Regions from separate parts of the Mus musculus genome. Here regions 1, 2, 3, 4, 5 and 7 are each linked to region 6. The links are chromatin contacts, called in public ChIA-PET, HiChIP or PLAC-seq and promoter capture Hi-C maps. All regions are on one chromosome and are shown on one strand. Each heading gives the region's core, a stretch centred on a gene start, on an enhancer-like site or on the middle of the called end of the contact. The rest is flanking DNA. Distances are from core to core; before and after follow the strand shown. Region 1 has its middle 21 kb from the start of Mgat4a. Region 2 overlaps Cracdl (capping protein inhibiting regulator of actin like). Region 3 holds the start of 4930556I23Rik (a long non-coding RNA gene). Region 4 overlaps Cracdl (capping protein inhibiting regulator of actin like). Region 5 has its middle 28 kb from the start of 4930556I23Rik. Region 6 holds the start of Inpp4a (inositol polyphosphate-4-phosphatase, type I). Region 7 holds the start of Vwa3b (von Willebrand factor A domain containing 3B).

What was found. Promoter capture Hi-C pulls out the DNA fragments that hold promoters and counts their contacts. ChIA-PET counts read pairs in DNA pulled down with a chosen protein or histone mark. HiChIP or PLAC-seq counts read pairs in DNA pulled down with a chosen protein or histone mark.
Region 1: an H3K27ac HiChIP or PLAC-seq map of microglia shows a contact between it and region 6, with 4 times the contacts expected there. The contact joins the enhancer-like site here to the promoter of Inpp4a in region 6. A contact is called at or near these places in 5 of 39 promoter capture datasets (the HPC-7 cell line, embryonic stem cells, pre-B cells and 1 more), 2 of 115 datasets of contacts at active chromatin or transcription factors (microglia and stem cell-derived neural progenitor cells) and 3 of 9 other capture datasets (adipose tissue, embryonic stem cells and liver).
Region 2: a contact with region 6 is called in an HNF4G HiChIP or PLAC-seq map of pancreatic cancer cells. The contact joins the enhancer-like site here to the promoter of Inpp4a in region 6. A contact is called at or near these places in 17 of 39 promoter capture datasets (the 3T3-L1 cell line, 3T3-L1-derived adipocytes, the C10 cell line and 11 more), 2 of 15 datasets of contacts at CTCF or cohesin (the NIH/3T3 cell line and large pre-B cells), 4 of 484 Hi-C or Micro-C datasets (B cells, bone marrow-derived macrophages, cerebral cortex and 1 more), 13 of 115 datasets of contacts at active chromatin or transcription factors (astrocytes, bone marrow-derived macrophages, cardiomyocytes and 7 more) and 3 of 9 other capture datasets (adipose tissue, embryonic stem cells and liver).
Region 3: an RNA polymerase II ChIA-PET map of memory CD8 T cells shows a contact between it and region 6, with 49 read pairs. The contact joins the promoter of 4930556I23Rik here to the promoter of Inpp4a in region 6. A contact is called at or near these places in 7 of 39 promoter capture datasets (cranial neural crest, embryonic stem cells, neutrophils and 2 more), 9 of 115 datasets of contacts at active chromatin or transcription factors (acute myeloid leukemia, bone marrow-derived macrophages, effector CD8 T cells and 6 more) and 2 of 9 other capture datasets (adipose tissue and liver).
Region 4: a promoter capture Hi-C map of embryonic stem cells shows a contact between it and region 6, with 4 times the contacts expected there. The contact joins the enhancer-like site here to the promoter of Inpp4a in region 6. A contact is called at or near these places in 3 of 39 promoter capture datasets (embryonic stem cells, liver and stem cell-derived epiblast-like cells), 5 of 115 datasets of contacts at active chromatin or transcription factors (the 230-238 cell line, astrocytes and embryonic stem cells) and 1 of 9 other capture datasets (embryonic stem cells).
Region 5: an RNA polymerase II ChIA-PET map of memory CD8 T cells shows a contact between it and region 6, with 14 read pairs. The contact joins the enhancer-like site here to the promoter of Inpp4a in region 6. A contact is called at or near these places in 4 of 39 promoter capture datasets (the HPC-7 cell line, embryonic stem cells, pre-B cells and 1 more), 1 of 484 Hi-C or Micro-C datasets (the G1E-ER4 cell line), 2 of 115 datasets of contacts at active chromatin or transcription factors (bone marrow-derived macrophages and memory CD8 T cells) and 2 of 9 other capture datasets (adipose tissue and liver).
Region 7: a contact with region 6 is called in a BATF HiChIP or PLAC-seq map of CD8 T cells, with 7 read pairs. The contact joins the promoter of Vwa3b here to the promoter of Inpp4a in region 6. A contact is called at or near these places in 1 of 15 datasets of contacts at CTCF or cohesin (the NIH/3T3 cell line), 3 of 115 datasets of contacts at active chromatin or transcription factors (CD8 T cells, memory CD8 T cells and pancreatic cancer cells) and 1 of 9 other capture datasets (adipose tissue).

Annotation. Positions count from the first base shown.
Region 1 is chr1:37,560,797-37,563,604 of GRCm38.p6, forward strand. No RefSeq gene overlaps it. Among named protein-coding and RNA genes, the nearest start is that of Mgat4a, 21 kb to the left of the region's middle. Within about 2 kb of position 1,270, at least 38 of the 459 cell types and tissues checked have an H3K27ac peak or open chromatin away from gene starts, as enhancers often do. A contact at or near this core is called in microglia, where this site is marked.
Region 2 is chr1:37,629,280-37,631,979 of GRCm38.p6, forward strand. Cracdl (capping protein inhibiting regulator of actin like) reads right to left here. Exons shown (of 10, transcript NM_028096.1): 4 at 2,537-2,672; 5 at 2,042-2,203. Among named protein-coding and RNA genes, the nearest start is that of 4930556I23Rik, 16 kb to the left of the region's middle. Within about 2 kb of position 1,327, at least 43 of the 459 cell types and tissues checked have an H3K27ac peak or open chromatin away from gene starts, as enhancers often do. A contact at or near this core is called in pancreatic cancer cells and trophoblast stem cells, where this site is marked.
Region 3 is chr1:37,613,145-37,615,844 of GRCm38.p6, forward strand. 4930556I23Rik (a long non-coding RNA gene) reads left to right here and starts at 1,363. Exons shown (of 2, transcript XR_373329.1): 1 at 1,363-1,423; 2 at 1,755-2,229. Cracdl (capping protein inhibiting regulator of actin like) reads right to left here. Exons shown (of 10, transcript NM_028096.1): 8 at 1,337-1,524; 9 at 193-337.
Region 4 is chr1:37,670,280-37,672,979 of GRCm38.p6, forward strand. All of the region lies in intron 1 of Cracdl (capping protein inhibiting regulator of actin like), which reads right to left. It also overlaps a transcript of 4930470B04Rik not described here. Among named protein-coding and RNA genes, the nearest start is that of Gm39628, 13 kb to the right of the region's middle. Within about 2 kb of position 1,297, at least 4 of the 459 cell types and tissues checked have an H3K27ac peak or open chromatin away from gene starts, as enhancers often do. A contact at or near this core is called in embryonic stem cells, where this site is marked.
Region 5 is chr1:37,584,733-37,587,432 of GRCm38.p6, forward strand. No RefSeq gene overlaps it. Among named protein-coding and RNA genes, the nearest start is that of 4930556I23Rik, 28 kb to the right of the region's middle. Within about 2 kb of position 1,264, at least 205 of the 459 cell types and tissues checked have an H3K27ac peak or open chromatin away from gene starts, as enhancers often do. A contact at or near this core is called in the G1E-ER4 cell line, the HPC-7 cell line, adipose tissue and 3 more, where this site is marked.
Region 6 is chr1:37,298,466-37,301,165 of GRCm38.p6, forward strand. It overlaps Inpp4a (inositol polyphosphate-4-phosphatase, type I), which reads left to right and starts at 1,373. Exons shown (of 26, transcript NM_030266.4): 1 at 1,373-1,653.
Region 7 is chr1:37,027,996-37,030,789 of GRCm38.p6, forward strand. It overlaps Vwa3b (von Willebrand factor A domain containing 3B), which reads left to right and starts at 1,318. Exons shown (of 28, transcript NM_001370828.1): 1 at 1,318-1,433.

The DNA.
Region 1 (2,808 bases), core at 20-2,519, 260 kb after region 6:
AATGTTTCTGAGGACTGGAGCGGGTAGAGAAACAGCCACAGCCCCTGATCACAGTATCCTTTGACATGTATTCCCCAAAACCTGGGGTGTCTGAATCTGAAACAACTCTCATCTCTCTCTCCTCTTTCCTCTCTTTCTCTCTCTCTCTCTCTCTCCTCCCCCCCCACACACATACACACACACACACACACACACACACACACACACACACACACACACACACACACACTCCACATTTAGACTCTAAGCTGGAACTTAAGGCTGCTAGACAAAACTAAGTTACAAAGTATAGAGCAACAACAGCACAATCTAATAGCATCTTAGTTACTTTTCTGTTGCTATGCTTAAAACACTGACAAAAGGCAATTTAGAGGAGGAAAGGGATTTGTTTTAGCTTAGAATTCCAAGTTTCAGTCCATTATAGGCACAAAGTCAAGATGGTAGAACAGCTAGCTACATCACACCCATAATCAAGAGAGAAATAAATGCATGAGCCCTCAGTCTCCTGTTTGTGTTGTCTGATTTTCCCACTTTTATACAGTTCAGAACTGCCTGCCTAGGGTATGGTGACACCCATGGTGGGCTAGGTCAATCCTATACTAATTAACTTAAGACATTCCCCCACAGACATGCTACAGGCCAACCTAATTCAGACCAACTCTTATTGAAACTCTCATCCCATAGGATTTTCATGGCATGTCAAGTTGAGGATACAAACTGACCATCATAGAACAGAATATATTTTTTTAAAGATAGTTAATTTAGGAGATTGCAAAAATAAGGCTGGGTGTGGTGACACGCACCTTTAATCCCAGCACTTAGGAGGCAAAGGCTAGCAGATGTCTATGAGTTTGTGGCTAGCCTGATCTACGGAATGAGTTCTCAGCCAGCCAAGGCTACATAGTAAAACCCTAACTCAAAACAAACAAACAACAAAATGAAGGTGTTTATGACCATGACAAAACACAGAGGCAAAAATGTGTGCATGTTTAGTTGTTCTCTTATTTCCAAAATCAGGGAGAGATGATGACAGAAATTTCTGTACTGGGGTTTCTAGCCATAGATAAGGAAGTCCCACCAGCCCTGTGACTCAGTGATTACAACTAGACACAACAGATTCTAAACATATAGCAGGGACTCAGGTGACAGAAAACTGCATTTCCCATCCAGAAACAGTATTTTACAGAAAGTTGTTCTTCTGCTATATTGACCCATGTAGTCAAACACCTGCCCACATCTCTATGAGATTGACTCTCCATGTGGTCCCCAGCTGGATGACCCCAGCAGACATCCTGTGGCATGCTGGCACTTGCGTGAGTGCAAATGTTGCTTCATTGATCGTTTTTTTTAAAGTCTGTTTCCTGAAAATGCAACTGTCTTCTTTCAATTCCCCAAAAGTACATGAACATTTACTGCACTAATAGACTAGTTCCTAAAATGCCGACCACTGAGCATCAACAGAGAGTGGACTTTGAGGAAACAGAGGATCCCATTGTACCTTCAGTGCCTCTGTAAATTAGTAAATTGTGGGAGACAGAATGGAGGTTCCCTGGAAAACTGAAACTACAGCCACACTATGGTATACCATTCTCACTACTAAGTATAACTTTTCAAAGGAGATAAAATCAGGGTGTTAAAGAGACATCTGCACCCCCATGTTCATTGTGGGATTGTTTAGAGTGGCCAAGTTGAGGCAATGCAAATGTTCATCAATGGATAGCTCAGGAAATAAACAGGGTGAGATGAAACACTCAAGAAGGAAATTCTGTCATTGGCAACAAGGGACTAAGTACAGTGAGCCAAACCTCATACTGCAGCATCTTGGTTGTGTGTGGACCCAGAGAAGAAGATATTCCTCCCAGTAAGGAATAGGGCAATGGTTTCAAAGTCCTATTCAAGCAGGAGAATGAGAGGGAAAAGGGTAGAAGTTACCCAAAGGACACAAACTGCCTGTTAGAGGCAAGGAATGCATTCAAGAGATTCATTTACAGTTGAATAGCTAAAATTAATGAAAATACATGTGTGGTGTGGTGGTTTAAAAAAGGATGTGTGCCCTGCCCCCCAGGCTCATATAATTGAATGCTTGGTCATCAGGGACTAGCACTATTTGAAAGGATTAGAAGGTTTGGGAGGCGTGGCCTTGTTGGAGGAAGTGTGTCACTGGAGGTGGGCTTTGAGGTTCCAAAATCCCATGCCCAGTGTCTCCCTTCTCCAGCAATGTGCTCACCATTCCTCTTGTTATGCGTCCACCATGATGATAATGGACTGAACCTCTGAAACTGTGTGCAAGCCCCCAACCAAATGCTTTCTTTTATAGATGAGTTTCCTTGGTCATGCATGGTGTCTCTTCATACCAACAGAACAAGAACCAAGACAATATTGTATACTTGAAAATAGCCAAGAGAATGGATTGCAGGTGTTTAGCTTGGAACAGCCATTCTGTAATGAGTGTGTACATAAAAAAAATATTGTTGTATCCTGTAAAAATGTAGCTTTTGTCAGCTAGAAAAAAAGACAATCTGGATTTGCTTCTTGTTACCTGGAATTAATTTGTGTATCATGTGACCGGAGAAGGATTAAAAAGCTAAACAAACTGTGTCATTTATCTAAATTATGCTTAAAGGTTTGGGATACTGGGAACCCATACTCACTGTTAGTGGGAATGTACATTGTTGTATCCCCAGTAGAAATCAGTAAGAAGGGTCCCTTCCCCCAAACCCAACAGGAATAGATCTAGCACATGGCACAGCTATACCAGCCCTGAAGACATACTCAGAGGACTCTATTTCCTACTACAGAGACCCATGC
Region 2 (2,700 bases), core at 77-2,576, 330 kb after region 6:
TGCTTACTGGGTTGCTCCTCATGGCTTGCACAGTCTGCTTTCTTATAGAACCCAGGACGACCAGCCCAGGGATGGCACCACCCACAATGGGCTGGGCCCTCCCCCATTGATCACTAATTGAGAAAATGCTTTACAGCTGGATCTCATGGAGGCATTTCCTCAACTGAGGCTCCTTCCTCTCTGATGACTCTAGCTTGTGTCAAGTTGACACAAAACCAACTAGTACAAAAGAGAGAGAATCTGGGATCCATCCTCTAGGTTCCAAGAACAACCCACCATCTCTAAACAACCATGCAAACAAAGATAATAATAATAATTATTATCTGCATGTCTCTATTGGAACACTGGACCTAAATATTAGTGTCCGGTTAACATTTTTGTTTGTTTGCTTTTTGAGCTAAAGTCTCTCTATGTAGCCCTGGTTGTCCTGGAACTCAGTCTATAGACCAGGCTGGCCTTGAACTCACAGAGCTCCATCTGCCTCCTCCTGGAATGAAAGCCGTGCACCCACCATTCCCAAACGTTGGCTTCCCACGATGAAAGCAGATTTGGTATACTACCCAATAACTGGTACAACCTCAGAGTTCATCTTAAAATAAAAAGTCAGAACCATTGGAATAAAAAAGTTAGGTAAGTGTGGCCCCTGCACAAGTGACCCCCACTTGGCTAATTAAAATTTGTGCACTGCAGTGGTGATCGGGTTTGGAGTTGAACTCTGTCTTCAACAAATGAAGCTGCTCCCCGAAACCCCACCCCGCCCCACCCAATGCAGCCAATTGCAGATAGAACCAGCTACTGTAAGTCAGAGACTGGAGTCCAAGGCTCAAGAGATAGAGGAAGGAGGGTAAAGTCAAAAATGAACCAGCAGGTAGCTCCTCACAGGTATCGCCTCACAAACAGAGCCTGACACACAGCCATATCTAATTCTGAAAAGGGACAATGCAATTGTACACAAGAGTGTTTTAAGTTGCTAACGGGCATAGTTTTATTCCACAGAGTAAGGCAACCTTCCCCATCATCCAGGCCTTCTTGAAGTTGGAGAGCAGGTGTGGGTTGGTAGCCTCTGGCCCCAGAGCCTACTCTTACTGTGACCAGAGATAGGTTTCCCTGAGGCCAGATTCTGGGAGTCATACTCTAGGCAGCTCCATGGGAGTTGCCAACCCCTAGAGCTGACTTAAAATCAGCCACACCACAGTCCTGATTTTCCATTACTAATATTCTGGGTGCTCACAACTACAAGAAAGAACAAGCTCGTGTCTGGGAAGAGGGAACTCTATGTACCTAAGTTGAGTGGTTACCGAATACAATTCCAAACAGCCCAGAAGTGGTAACTCTACAGTTACATTGTAAACAACGCCCTGGCAGGGCCAGGGTTGAACGGGATCCAAGGATGCCCAGCTATCAAACACCAACTCTGTTTTTACTTGTTTTTCAAGGATCAATATCATTTGGATCATTCCCATTTGCCCTTCGCTTGGCTTACTAATATGGAGAAAATGGCCATCCTGTTTGTCTTCTATATATGTGTACATTAACATTCTTACCACAAACAAAAGTAGCCCATGAACATGCTGGGGTGTTTCTTTGTGAAATGGAGTCTATGGGGGTACAACAGTTGGGATCACTTCCTGCAGTGGCTGAGGTCAGACACTGCTGGTCAGACTCCCTGGGCTGCCTTTACCCTGAGGGCTTCATGTGACTCGCCCAAACCAACAGGTTTCTGCGGTCAGGACTCAGGAACAGGGCTGAATATAATTCAGTGTTTACTCTTCTCTTTGTGCTCTGGCCACTGCCATGGGAGGGGAGATGCAGAGGAGAGGGAGCCCCTGCCCTTCTTTTCTGGGTCTGGGCATCTGCTCAGACAAGAAAGATAAGGCACAGAGCAGATGGCATCAGACTGACCACACAACCGCACAAAACGGCAGCGCAGTCTCCCTCACTCAAGAGACCTTGCTGGAAGACATGGAGGGTCCTCCAGAGTTCTATCAATGCTTAGTGTCAGGAGTGGATGGAAATATTCAAGGGCACAGACTGTACTCGCCTTTATAGTTGTGCCTGGACCCACATCGTGCAGCAGGGACATCTCTGGGGGGCTGCGGGGCAGTCCGTCATCCTCAGAACTCATGCCGGTTTCCTCTGCCCGCTTGATAGGAAGGCCTCCTGGAGGCGGTGGCCCCATCTTCACGTTACATTGTATCTTTAACTAGATTGAGGGAATAGTAACCATTCTTAGTGTTTTCATCAACAATAGCTAGCAACAAATCTTCCTGCTCTGATTCATTCATTCAGGAAATAACTTCAGCACCCTAGCACAGTGCCCTGACCTGAATGTCTGTCCCCAGCTCCCTCACCACTGTCCTTATTCTTTAGGCAGTCACCAACAGTGAGTCAGAATGTGACTAACTTGCATGCCTGAGACCCGTGAAGAACCTGTGACCCGACTTTCAACTGTATAAAATGCTAAGCTGAGATCACTTAGAAACTTCTAGATTAACACTGGACAGACACCCAGTGAGAGTGCCAAGCGAACCCTTACCTGCAAAGCCTTGATCCGGTCGCACACATTTTCTTGGGAGAACACCCGCACGGGCCGAGCAGGGTCCTGTCCCGATTCAGGAAAGAAAATACTGTCGTGGGAGAGGGCCCGGCTGCCCATAGTACCCCTGGACTCCCTAGGATAAAAAGAGCCACTGTGAGCTT
Region 3 (2,700 bases), core at 113-2,612, 310 kb after region 6:
TCCTTCTCAAAAAAAGGGGGGGGGGACTACATTAAAAAAACACTGCTCAACATGGCAAAATGATTCAATAACACAAACTCCAATCATAGGAAGAAATATATATATGTGTGTGTGTATGTGTAAATATATATATCTGTGTGCGCGTGCATGAGTGTGTGCCAAAGTATTTGGAAATAAAAGCCAGTCTCATACCCAAGTTCTGATGGGACAGTGAGATTCCTCTCTGTAGCCCTTCCTTGAGGTTCAGTTTTGACCCCTGCCTCTGGGTCACAGCAGGCTTTGCAGGGGTCATCAGGAAAGATTTGCTCCGGACGAAGTCACCCTGCTTCACAGACTCCTACGGAGACACAAAATGACAGGTGCTGCCCAAGGATAACAGACTCAGAGTGGGTAAATACTCCAAGTGTCTTAGCTACAAAATGTCTCTTCCAAGATGCACCCTGCTGCTGGCACTTTCTGGAAAGGGGCTCTGTGCACCGGCATCACCCACCAAAATGCCAGAGCTGACTTGTGCCAGCCTCCTGCAGCCCACGTGTGCATGGTGGCTCCTTGCTTGCCTGGACAGCCCAGTCTCAGCCCCAGATGGTATAGAGCGAGGACTCTATGTGAAAGCCGTAGGGAATGGTTTTATGATACACACTATATGGCAGCAGCTGAAATGGGCTAACATTTCGCACTGTAATTTCCCCTCCTCAATGCTACATACAGGTCTTCAGCTGTGTAGACACAACTGAGGATTGCATTAGCAGGAAGGGAAGCAGGTCCTATTGCAGCGCAGGCTCCCTTTCCTAGACAGCAGAACCCCATTTATTGTACTGGTTAGCAGAGGGTGCATCAGCACAGTTGTTGGGGTTGGTGAGAGCTGTTTTCAGTTGAATACAACATGCAACTCCAGGTTTTGGCTGTGCAGCCCCAGGTGAGGGAAAAGGGAAGCCAGCAGGCAGCAGCCAGAGCAGGCTTCATTTATCATCACACAAGGGGCTGAGGTGGAGCTGGTGACCATATTAGCGTGTGTCTGAAGGGAGCCGTTGTTTTAACTGTCTTCAATTTTTTTCCAGAGGCTGAGCTGCGTTGCCTAGGAGGCCAGAGCAGCCTCGGGCGCCACTGCATTTCTACCAGCCCACACAGGCAAAGAGGCAGCTAGCTCCATCACGGGGTCCACAAGCTGACGTACTGCCTTTGCGCATGTCAGCCATCACGGTAGGCACGGCATCTCTGTGATGTTCATGCAGGACCTCTGTGAGCACAGCGGTACCTGCTCCCACCACACCCTCACAAGATCGCTGCCCTCCTCACCCCACCCCCACCCCGAACGCCACAGAAAAAGAGTGGTAACCTGGGCTCTCTCGGCCACCTTGGCTTGCTTCCCAGTTTCTGTCTTTAGGATCCTCGACCCAGGTTTCTCTTCCTGGTTGACGGGCAGGTCTGGGGCTCCTCTTCTCTTCTGCCGGGCCATGGTGATCCAGGGTGGGGTGGGTTGCCCATCAGCCCCAGGACCTGTAGCCGCAGGAGGCTGACCCTTTTCTGTGATAAAGGCCAAGAAGGAGCAATGTTAGGCAGATAGTCCCACTCTCCCCTTCAGTCCCACCCACAGCTTCTCTCCCATACAAGGTGTGTTATATTGCTTTGCTTGGTTCAGGGGGCTGAGGAGTGGTAGGATTGAGGAGTAGAGTCTCAGAGAGACCCCCACTTCCCATTCCCCCCTGAGCCAAAGCCTCTCTTCAGCAAACTTCATTTTTTTTTTTCTTCTATAGATGTCTCAAATAGATTACCTCCTCTGGTCTGAGCCGCCAAAACCACAAGATGCAGCTGCCACCCCAACCTGTGCACTTTGGAGCTAATTTCTACCAGGGCCTTCTCTCTGGGAGGAGCTGGAATGTATGCACAGATAGGATGCCTTTGATAAGAGTCTACATTTGGGACCAGCCACCCGCCCCCACTCCGGATTTACTTGACGCGCTAAAAACATTCCCTTTGTGGGACGTGATGCCATTTCTACAACCATCTGTCTTCACCTGACACAGGAAGTTGGGGCCTGCATGGTTAACACCGGCTGTTTTTCTTCTCCTGCTCTACATTCTTTTAAAGGGCCCTCTTTGCCCTCTCCTGCCATTTCTTCACTTAGTGACCAGGAGCTCCCGCAGAACTCTTCCTGTGTCTCACCCTCACTCCCATCCCTATCCCAGAGGCAGCTACTCTCTTCGAAACAGACGGAACATTTTCTCAGGGTTTGAACTTTATTTTCTTGGCTAACAACATATTCCTCGAACAGTTCTGATAAGATTAAATTCACAACCCGAGGAACTTGCCATTCCAGTTTGAAATCAGAGCAGAGAAGTAGCTTGTTGAAGGCCAGGCCAGCCTCTCTCACCTCCTCAAAGCTCAGTGCTGGGTACTGAGCACTCTGTCACCTCTTAGCCCAAAGGCACAAGACATAGTTCTGGTAAATTCTTTATAACCTGCACTTGGATAATTTCATCTGAGCCAAAAGATACATTTTTAAAATGAGCATAAAGAGGGCTGGGGGGCCCAGGGAGGAGGGCTGGGGGGCCCAGGGAGGAGGGCTGGGGGGCCCAGGGAGGAGTGCCGGCTGCTCTGCCTGAGCACCTGAGGTTGAGTCCCAGCATCCACATGTGGCTCACAACCATCTGTAACTCTGGTTCCTCGGGTCACGCTGCCTTCTTTGGCATCGGTAGGTAG
Region 4 (2,700 bases), core at 47-2,546, 370 kb after region 6:
ACTGAAGAACCATTGTCACCCCAACTCCATCTCTCAGATCACAGGACAGGAAGGCAAAGCCTCCTGACACTCCCAACTCCAGGGAACCCACCATTTCTCTCTCTGGGCACATGTAACACAGGGTAATCTCAGCTGTGTAGTCACTATGTGGAGATTACGCACATACAGAGCAAAGCCAGGGTAATGTCCTTTCCCACACTGTCCCTCTACACAGCTGCCGCAGCTAAGCACCATGAGGCTGGGACCATGGACAGAGTGTGACCCAGACCCTCACCCAGCAGAACTGGTATCCAGTGTTGTTATCTGCAAGAACTCCTCTGAGGATGAGACACGAGAGCAGAGGACTCAAACAGGAGCATCACGGACCACTGGAAATAGTGTGTAGCAAGAGAGTGAAGGGCCAGGCTTCAGCACGGAGGACAGAAATCGAGGTCCATAGGTGACAGGAACCAGCTGGCTAGTGGAGTCTACGTTTGCTCTGGTGGGGTGGGTGGGCAGGCAGGCTGGTAGGCTGTGGGTTAGAGGGTGGCCCCTAACACCAACGATTCATTCTCAGACATACTGAGCACTGTGCCAATAAATATGACCTGTCCATCTGTTGGTCTGCTTTAGTCAAATCCCAAGTTTTCTCCCAACCAGCTTGATCCTGGGGTAAGACACACATCTGCAAACTGGCTTGTCACACATAAGAGCAAAGCCTTCCAGGAATCATCTCGGAAGGACATTTGAATTTGGACCTGATATGAAGATTTTTAGAAATAATGAAATCATCAAACCCCAAATTGTACAGCTTCATTTGCCTGCCTTTTAAAACTCAGCAAAAATGGAGGTAGTATTTTAATGCCTTTATAAGTCTGAAATCACCTCGGTGGGTTAGCAGCTAAAAAGGTATTAAATTAGCTTCTATTTTAACTTAACCTAAAAATATCTTAGGCAGCCTGTAAAAGCACCACACAGCTTAAAGCTGTTAACCGAGTTCACGTTCCCCATCCTGTTGCAAGCCGATGGTGTTTAAGGTGGGTTTATTCCTGATTGACAGTGTTTCTCTCCAAGAACTGGAATGTAGTGAGGGACAGCTTTGTGTTCACAGCATGGAATGCATAGACTACAGTAAATGGCTATAAATTGTAATGAATGTGTTGGGCGTTTCATTTTAAAGTCACCACCAACCACAGTTTTTGCCTTAGGAGGTGCCTCTTTTTAACCATAACAAAAGATGAGGCAAAAGGGCACCGCCTGACACCACCCTCTCACTGTCCTTGGCAGACATCAGCAATCAATCACAGTATCATTCTCAGGACTGCTCACAGCATAGTACTCCAGACAGCTACTAACTGCCGGGTGCTCAGACCCATTCATGGCTATAAACCTGTGACCAATGTTAGCAGAAGTCACGATAAATCTGTAGAACTGGATTCTAGCCTTCTTATCTCACAAGCTGAGTGACAGACACAAACAGCTTGCCTCTGCCCATGTGGTATACACTGCTTGGACTCTGTTACATTGCTTTTAAAAAGTTGAAGGACTATAAAATTGGCACAGGTTTCTTTGCATTCGTGAACACACATAGATACATGTACGTGTGTGTGGGGGAGTGGGCACTGCACACAGGTGTGTCTGCATATGTGTGTGTGTGCGTGTGTACATATGGATCCCGGAGGACAATCTCAGGTATGCTCCTTCAGGTGCTATCCACTTATTTATTTATTTATTTATTTATTTATTTATTTATTTATTTTAAATGACAGGATCTCTCACTAGCCCAGAGGTTATCAAGTAGGCCAGGGTATCTGGTCAGCAAGCAATGGGTGGGGAGGGGGGTTCCACCTGTCTCCACCTCTTCTGCTTTGTTACACATCGAAACACCACACATGGCTTCTTAAATGTGGGTTCTGGGAACCACACCCAATTCTTCATGCTCATTTTACTGAGTGAGCTATCTCTACAGCCCAGCATAGACTTCTTTTTATGTAAAGCTATTTTAGACAACACATGACACATGCTTGAGATGAGCCCAATATATATATATTTGTTGATTTGTTGTCCAGAAAAATGAACATTCATGGCAGTACCACAAATGCCCTCCTACCATCCTTGCTGAGTTCCCCCGACTGCCACACCTAGTGTTCTGCATGGCCTCCAGGTGAAGCGTGAGTGCTCTGCCTTGCCCAGCAGCTCGGCCATAAGAAATGTTTCCCCTCCCAGGGCAACAGCAAGCTTCCCTACCTACTGGCATTTCGGGTTGTACACATCACTCTCCTGGCCTTTGAGTCCTTTTACCTTTGATGTCCTAATTTCTACACTCAGCAGAGGCTTGGTAAACACCTTATGATTCAGGAAACCTCATCAGAGAGCGGTCAGCAGAGAGCAAACCTGCATTCATTAAAAAATAAACAAACAGGGCTGGAGAGATGGCTCAGTGGTTAAGAGCACTGACTGCTCTTCCAGAGGTTCTAGGTTCAATTCCCAGCAACCACATGGTGGCTCACAACCATCAGGAATGAGATCTGATGCCCTCTTCTGTATCTGAAGACAGCTATAATGTACTCAAATTAATTAATTAATCTTTAAAAAACAAACTGTATTCTTTGGAAATTTCACACACGCAACAATGTATCTCCATCATAGACACACTATGCTCAGGTCCAAATTTCCCCCACCCACATCTAGTCTCCCTCCCAACTTCATGTCTTCCCTAAA
Region 5 (2,700 bases), core at 14-2,513, 290 kb after region 6:
TATGTGTACATGCATATGTGTATATGTGTGTGCCTGTGCTTGTGTATGTGTTTGAATGTGCTTGTGTGTGTATGTGTGTATATGTATGTGTTGTGTCTGTCTGTATGTATATGTGTATATGTATGTGTGCCTGTGTATGTGTGTGTGCATGTGCTTGTGTGTTTATGTATGTGTGTATATGTGTGTGTGTGCATGTGCTTGTGTGTTTATGTATGTGTGTATATGTGTGTGTTTGTGTATGTGTGTGCATGTGTGCTTGTATATATGTATGTGTGCATATGTGTATATGTGTGTACCTGTGCTTGTGTGTATATATGTGTGTATATGCTTGTGTGTGTATGTGTGTACATGTGCTTGTGTATGTATGTATATGTACGTGTATGTGTGCATGCATAGTCATGGGAAAGCATACAAAGCATTCCTTTTGAGCTGTGTACCAACTTCCAACCAATATGAATGAACTTTTACCTTCCTCCAAGCTGGCTTAGGACCACAGAGGGAATTGGCTTTGTTCCTCTACTCTAGTGACGCCACCCCTTGCCCCTGAGTATTTCCAGTCCCATAGCCACTATCCACTAGAGCAGTGGGAGGGCTCAGCGAATGCATTTTCTTATGGCCATTGCTCACCAACCTGTTTATGAAAGAGGTTTGAGGCGTGACAGCCAGTAAATCTCAGTGTTGCATAAGGACAGACACTTGTTCTCGCAGTATATTTGAAGCCACTGTTGGGGGTGCCACTCAGGACTCTCCAGAGAAACAAAACCAGGAGCAGAGACACACTTGTGAAGATGCACGCATACACAGAAATACCCTCTCCTCTGTCTGTTGTGAGCTTAAGTCCTGACAAATCCATTGCAAGTTAAAAATAAATACCAAGTTTAAAAAAAAAAAAAAGAAAAGCATTCAATACATCCAGCCTAGCCCACCATGCTTGGTCACTTAATAGTCTGCAGCATGGCAAAGGTATCCACCATCAAGCTTACCCTGCAACTGACTGTCACAGGAACCATCCTGAAGTCGGCCTGTGAGAACAGAATGGGTATGTAGATACTCACCATTAAAACTCGCCACTGGAAGCACACTGGGTCTGCAGACTAAGAGAAACATTACATTCAAAGGAGAGCTGAGTGACAGGCACACCGGAAGTACTGAGTCATCGGTTCCCGGCTGGAACCTGCTCACCGTGCCAAGACTGCATTGCCAGCCTAGGGCTGGAAGAAAACCCAAACCTGAAGCGTGGTTTCTACTGAGTGACTGACTGTCTTTGTACCACAATGAAGTTGGGACTGCAAAAGCTGAACCATCGCAAACCCAGGACAGTGTGTCTGTGCAGTGTGGAGGTCTGCGGTCAGCTGTGGGGTCACGTGATTCTGAAGGCCCAGAAGGCTCCTCCATGTGCCATCTGTCAGTTGGAACAGAAAGGCTCATGGCACAGTTCAGAGGTATGAGCTGGAGAGCCAAAGGCATAAGTTCTACTTGGGTTGAAGTCTTGAGAAGCAGAGGCCCAGAAAAAGAGGAAAGACCGATATCTTCTCACAGAAGCCTGCTGTGCGGAAATTCCCAGAGCCTCAGTCATACCCTGGCATGCTGCCGCTGCAGCTGCATTTTCTGCTGGTTTCGCTTCCTCTTTCTCTTTAACCTCACAATATAGCTGCTAGCCTGGTCTCTGTATGGGAGGGGTCTGCATTCTGTGAGCCTAATTCAACAGTACATGCTGAGTACTTAGCCTTTGGCAGATGACACGTAAGACACATCAAAACAATCATCCATCATGATCAAGTAGGCTTCATCCCAGGGATGCAGGGATGGTTTAACATAATCCACTATATAAGCCAACTCAAAGACAAAAACCACATGATCATCTTGTTAGATGCTGAGAAAGCATTTGACAAAATCCAACAACCATTCATGATAAAAGTCTTGGAAAGATCAGGAATTCAAGGACCATAACTAGACATAATAAAAGCCATGTACAGAAAACCAGTAGGCAACATCAAACTAAATGGAGAGAAACTTGAAGCAATCCCACTAAAATCAGGGACTAGACAAGGCTGCCAACTTTCTCCCTACCTATTCAATATAGTACTTGAAGTCCTAGCCAGAGCAATTAATTAATTTTTAATTAGCAATTAAAAAGAAGATCAAGAGAATACAAATTGGAAAGAAAGAAATCAAAATATTTTGCAGATGATATGATAGTATATATAAGTGACCCTAAAAATTCCACCAGAGAACTCCTAAACCTGATAAACAGCTTCAGTGAAGTAGCTGGATATAAAATTAACTCTAACAAATCAGTGGCCTTTCTCTACACAAAGAATAAACAGGCTGAGAAAGAAATTAGGGCAACAACACCCTTCACAATAGGCACAAATAATATAAAATACCTTGGTGTGACTCTAACTAAGCAAGTGAAAGATCTGTATGATAAAAACTTCAAGTCTCTGAAGAAAGAAATAGAGGAAGAACACAGAAGATGGAAAGATCTCCCATGCTCATGGATTGGCAGGATTAATATAGTCAAAATGGCTATCTTGCCAAAAGCAATCTACAGATTCAATGCAATCCCATCAAAATTTCAACTCAATTCTTTACTGAGTTAGAAAGGGCAATTTGCAAATTCATGTGGAATAACCAAAAGTCTAGGATAGCAAAAACTATTCTCAACAATAAAAGGAACTCTGGTGGAAGCACCATGCC
Region 6 (2,700 bases), core at 123-2,622:
ATTGATTTGAAAACCCTCTTTAGCTTGAATATAAATAACACAGCTGTGCAAGCTAGCTTTTTGTTGTTGTTGTTGTTAGGTGGACACAAGCTAGAATCATCTGAAAAGAGGGAACCTCAGTTGAGAAAATACCTGGATCAAATTGCAATGTAGGCACCCTGTGGGGCATTTTCTTAATGGTTGATGTGGAAGGGCAAGACCTAATGTGGGTGGTGCCACCCCAGGCAGGTGGTCCTGAGTTATCTAAATAGCAGGCTAAGCAGGCCATGGAGAGCACACCAACAAGTAACTTTCGCTCCTGGCTTTTGCTTCCATTCCTGCCTCTAGGTTTTTGTCTTGAGTTCCTGCCTGATCATGGACTTGTAGCCTGTAAGCCAAATAAGCCTTTTCCTCTCCAAGTCGTTTTTGGCCAGTGGTTTAACCCAGGAAGAGAGAAAGCAAATTAAGACTCTGACCATAAAATTTATTATCTCATAGGAGAATGCTTTTGAGATTGAAAGGGGGATTTCTATTAATTTTACCGTAAGAAAATCAGGTATATCAGTCACTTGAATTTTAGAAGATGAAATAAGGACAATATTTTTAATTTTTCTAAGCATGTTTGAGTTTTTTGGCTTTTGGCCTTAGGGTTAAGGTTCAATCAATATTTTCTCCCCTTCATCTGATTAATAAAAGATAAGCATTTGGTAATAAGTTACTCTTTAGAAGATAAAAGTGGGTGTGGTGGTGCATACCTGTACTCTCAGCCTTTAGGAGGCAGTGGCAGGAACATGAATAACACGAAGGGCAGCTAGTGAGTGGGTGACCAACCTGGATTACCCTGTTCAAAAAAAAAAAAAAACAACCCAAAACGAAACAGAACAAGCAAAAAAAAAACCAGACAAATGAGGTGTAAAAAAACCTGAAAAATGTTTTTGTTTGTCCATTTAAGTTTCCCCTCATCAGGTAGAAATGTTAACGTTACAATAAAGTTAAAAACGATCAGAGGCAGGGAGCCCCTGTCTCAGTGGAAATAAATAAGTAATAAAATAAAAAAAAATGTATCTCCGAAAGTCCTGATTGGTCTTCTTCCCTATAGAAAAATAGAATTTTGAGGAGGAAGTGTTAAGGTCCGTTATCTTTTGGGTAGACTAGGTCTGGAAGGAAGTTCAAAAGACTACAGTTTGTTGGTGGCCACGCCCACTGAGTGATGGATCAGCTACACCTGCACTTCCGACCTCCAGCGTTTTTCTAGAATCGCTTGTTCTCTGGGCAGAAGCCTCAGGGCATGTGAAGGTGGAAAAACTCCCACTCCTGGGTGACGTCACATAAGAGGGTGTGACCTTTTGGGAGGTGCGGCTTCCTAGGGGCGGAGCCAGGGAGGGAGGGGGCAGGGCGGCGGTCGGGGAGTGGGGCGCGCATGCGCGGTGAGGGGGCGGAACCGGGGCGGGGTTGTGCGCTGTGTTCTGAGAGAAGGCGGTGGCAGGATTCGGGCTGCGCGGGGACGGCGGGTTCGGGTCTGGGGTGGACGCCACCGGCCGGAGTGAGGCGGCCAGGAAACAAATCCCGGCCGGTCTTCAGGACCGGACAGCAACCAGCGGGGCCGAGGCCGGGGTGTGCGGCCTGGAGGACAGAGGCCAAGGCTGAGCAAGTGTCCGGGCCGGGGCGCGCCAGGTAGGTGGGCCGAGCTGGGCCGTGCCAGGTCCGGTGTGCCGGGCTTAGCGGAGTGGGCTGGGCGGCTGGGAGCTGGAGACACTGGGAACCCGGCCCGGTGGCGCCCGCGGTTGTCATGGCAGTGGTACAGCCTAGCGGTTCGCTGGCCGCGTCTTTGGAGCGCGATCCTAGACTTGCGGTCCCCTTGCCGCGGGCTTCTCGGGGAGCCGTGCGATGCTATACAACGCGCCCGCCGGCTGCATCTCTGCTGTATCCCATAGGCATCCGACGCTGAAGGCCTCGCGGTATCTCGGGTGTCAACACACCGGGTAAAAATAAACATACATGTTGGTGGGAGACACGGACTCTACGTCCTCGCAACTCTTTGAGCATTTTCTGTTCGCGCATCGGCCAGGACAGGATCTCCCTCACCTTTGCTTTATGTATTTTATATTCTTCTGGCTTTCCTAATAAGCTAATTGAGGCCTGAGAGGTTTGCAGGGATCCGTGGTCGTCTTTTGCAAAGCCAGTCATGAATGTGTAGGCCACGGAAACACTCAAAATGTCAGACACAAATATATATCTTTGTGGGCGAAGGGAAGGAGTGTTGATGGGCCTTGGTTTCTCTTGCCCCTTCTCTCCTGCCCTCTGACATTACATAATGGTGGGTTCCTCCTGCCTGGATTTGACAGCTCATGAAAATGTCTCTCTGGGTAAGAAGGAAGTAAGTATTGGCCGTTGTAAATCTTTGCCTCTTAATGTGTTTGATGTTGAGAGATTGCCTAAGAGTAGAATGTGATTTGTCACCTGCCAGTTAGGGCCTCTGGGCCAAGGGGATGGGGGTGGGGTGGTACGGAAGTTGGGGTGTTGCAGTAATATTCTGCTTCGTTCACTCCTGTTCCCCGGGTGGGTTGTGTGGACAATGGGGACATCACAGGGCTGGGACATCACACAGCTGGTTGATCTGGGTGTGAATCCTGAAGGTTTTGTCACTTGCTAACTCAGGTTCTCAAGACCCTCATCAGTAAGAGGTGTAAACAGAACCTCATTAGCTGCGTTTGTTTTGAA
Region 7 (2,794 bases), core at 68-2,567, 270 kb before region 6:
CAGATCTCATTATAGATGTTAGCCACCATGTGGGTGCTGGAAATCGAACTCGGGACCTTTGAAAAAATAATCAGTGCTCTCAACCTCTGAGCCATCTCTCCAGCCCTTATAGAATCTTTTACTTATAGATTTTCATAAGCACATTTTTGTGTGAGTGTGATTGCTTGAAGAATGGCAGGTTTGCATTTTGAGCCATCTGTATGCTTGTAAGGCAAGACTAAATAAGCATTAGGTAGAGTGCAGTACCGAATCCCTATAGGAGTACTACCTGTAGATTTGCAAAAACCACAGCTCTCAGCTTAGAGGGTATAAGCAAGCCTGTTCTGGAGCCATTTTGAATAGCTGTGGCCCTGTACAACACAGATTTAGTTTACCCCAAACTCCATGTTCCAACGTGGAAGCAGTTTCATGAACTTTTCATAGAACAAAGAAAGTCACAAATCATGATAAATTTAAAGTACCTTGGAGGGCACACCAGAGAAGCAGGCACGGTGAGAGTGGGGAAAGCTTTTCAAGATGCTGTGGGACATTCTTAGCCTTTGGATTGGTGGAGGCTAGTTGTCCGTCTATCTTTTAGTCACAAGAGGTTAGTTTGGTCACAGAAGTGGGCAAGGAATGGCTCTCCAAGAGGGGTTAGAACTGGCCCAAGATAAGGCAATTAGCCTTCAGAACAGCAACATTCTAACCTCTCTGCAGAACTGAAATTCTAATCAGTCAAAATCAGTCTCTGCGGACACAGCTTCCCTCCCCCCTCCTCTCCAGGAGGTTTTATTCACAATCTTTTTTTTTTTTTTTTTTTTTTTTTTTTTTTGATCCTGGCAGCTCTTGTGTCCAAAGTTACAATCTGGCAAAACTGTGAACGCTCATCTGACCACCCCTTCTAGCTGAGCACCTGTAACGAACCGCTCCAACTCTAGGTTTCCTTCCCTTAAAGACGCAATGAAGAAAGGATCTCTTTATAATACCGAGGGAGAAATCAAAACAAAAGGCGCGGGCTGCGGTAATCTGCCGGAAGTAAATCGAGAGAACAGGCTTCCTTCAGCGGGCAGTCGTCTGCTTTTCTGCCCATCTGAATATTTGTTAACCTAATCTCTAATATTTGCCGCTGTCAACTTTCCCAGGGTCAGGCGCAGAGGACGAGCCTTAGGCTGCTCTCTTTCCGGGTGGACCAAATTGGTTTTGCAACACCAACATCCAGTTTCTTCGCAGTCCCCATCATCTCTTTACTCCCTCTGAGGGGCTCATTGGTGGGCGGGGCCGGATCCCGAGCCACGCTGTGATTGGCGGTGTCTTAGCAACTGCAGCGATGTGGTTGTCAACAGAAACTGGACTCCCGCAACTCTGTGCCCGAGGCGGGGACCCTTCGCCAGCATCAGGGGGAGTCACAGCCTTGTCCAGCAGTGGGATGCTGGCCGCGCCCACCTCCTGCTCTGGTTAGTGAGGCCCTGGAGGGTGGGAGGGTCGCTGACGCACGCAAGCCGCCTGGCCTCGCAACTGACAGATTACTTACTAAGTGGGGGATACCATCCTTCTAGACCAGATCTTCCAGGTTTCCAACTGGTTGTGTGAGGGAAAAAACAAGTTTGTAATTTCCGAGCTGGACCTCGCTTCTGCTGGGAAAGGGCAGTGGCCAGGCCGCACCCACTTGAGAGCTGGATTTCAGAGTCAAAGTCGCAGACGTGTGCGAGCCCTTCTTACCCAGGGCTCTCCCCCCACCCCCACTCTTTGCAGAAGCTCAGCTCCCTAATGCTTGTCTATCCAGAGGCCAAAGTTAGTCAGAGGACATAGCATACTGATCAGTATATTAGAAACTCATTTCTGAGAAGCAATGATCAAAACTTAACAATCCAAACTCAAAGCGATCTTCTTGAGTGAAAGGTTTGAGTCTGGAGAAAGCCTCTGCTTGCCTCTTGGTTTTTGGGGGCATTCACATCACTTTCACTTTCTAATATGGACTTTTAACCTCATGTAGTTGTTCTTCTAATCTTCTCAGAAGTTCTCCATTTCTTTTCTTCTCGGCGATGACCTAACAGCCCCACCCCCACCCCACGAGCCCAGTTTTCAATTCTTGGTCCTGTTCTCAACAGTGTGTCCCACAGACCATTTCAATCCCTTAACCCTGCCCACGTTTATCTGAGGCGATGCTCTTAGCCTAGCTTTGCCTTTTAAGGATAGAAAGAATAAGACTGTTAAGAATTGTAACAGGATACATCAGGGAACTTCATCCCAGCTTCCTTTCTTCCCAGAAGAATCAGAGTTCAGAACTCCCACAACATACCTCCCCATCTCCTACCCCTCCATACTACTCCCTCCCTCCCTCCCCCATGCACAGATTTCTTTTTTTAGAAACTAGCAAGGATGAAGATTGGAGGTGTTGATCATACGTTTACCAAGGATCCAAATTGAATTAATAGAGTCTAAGTTAGACTCTGGTCCAGGGCTTGTAAGAACAGTGACTGGATTGTTCTTGGCTTCTCACTATGGGCAGGTGCATAGCAGCCGACAAAGAAGGGCTCTTAGCGTGATCCCAGTCCTCCTGCCTCAGTTTCCTAAGTGTTGGGATGAAAGGTCTTATCCATCTTAATCTTCCTGCTGTCCTGGGAGCTTTGCCTGTCCCTGGCACTCAATGGCTCGATGGACAACTCCAAGTTTTTAGGACTGCGGACAACCAGAGGTGGTGGTATATATACTTGTAATCCCAGCACTCAGGAGGCTGCAGCAAAGAATGCCACAAGGTCAAGCCTGGTCTGAGCTATGTAGTCAGACTCTGTCTCAAAATACCAAAACCCAAACC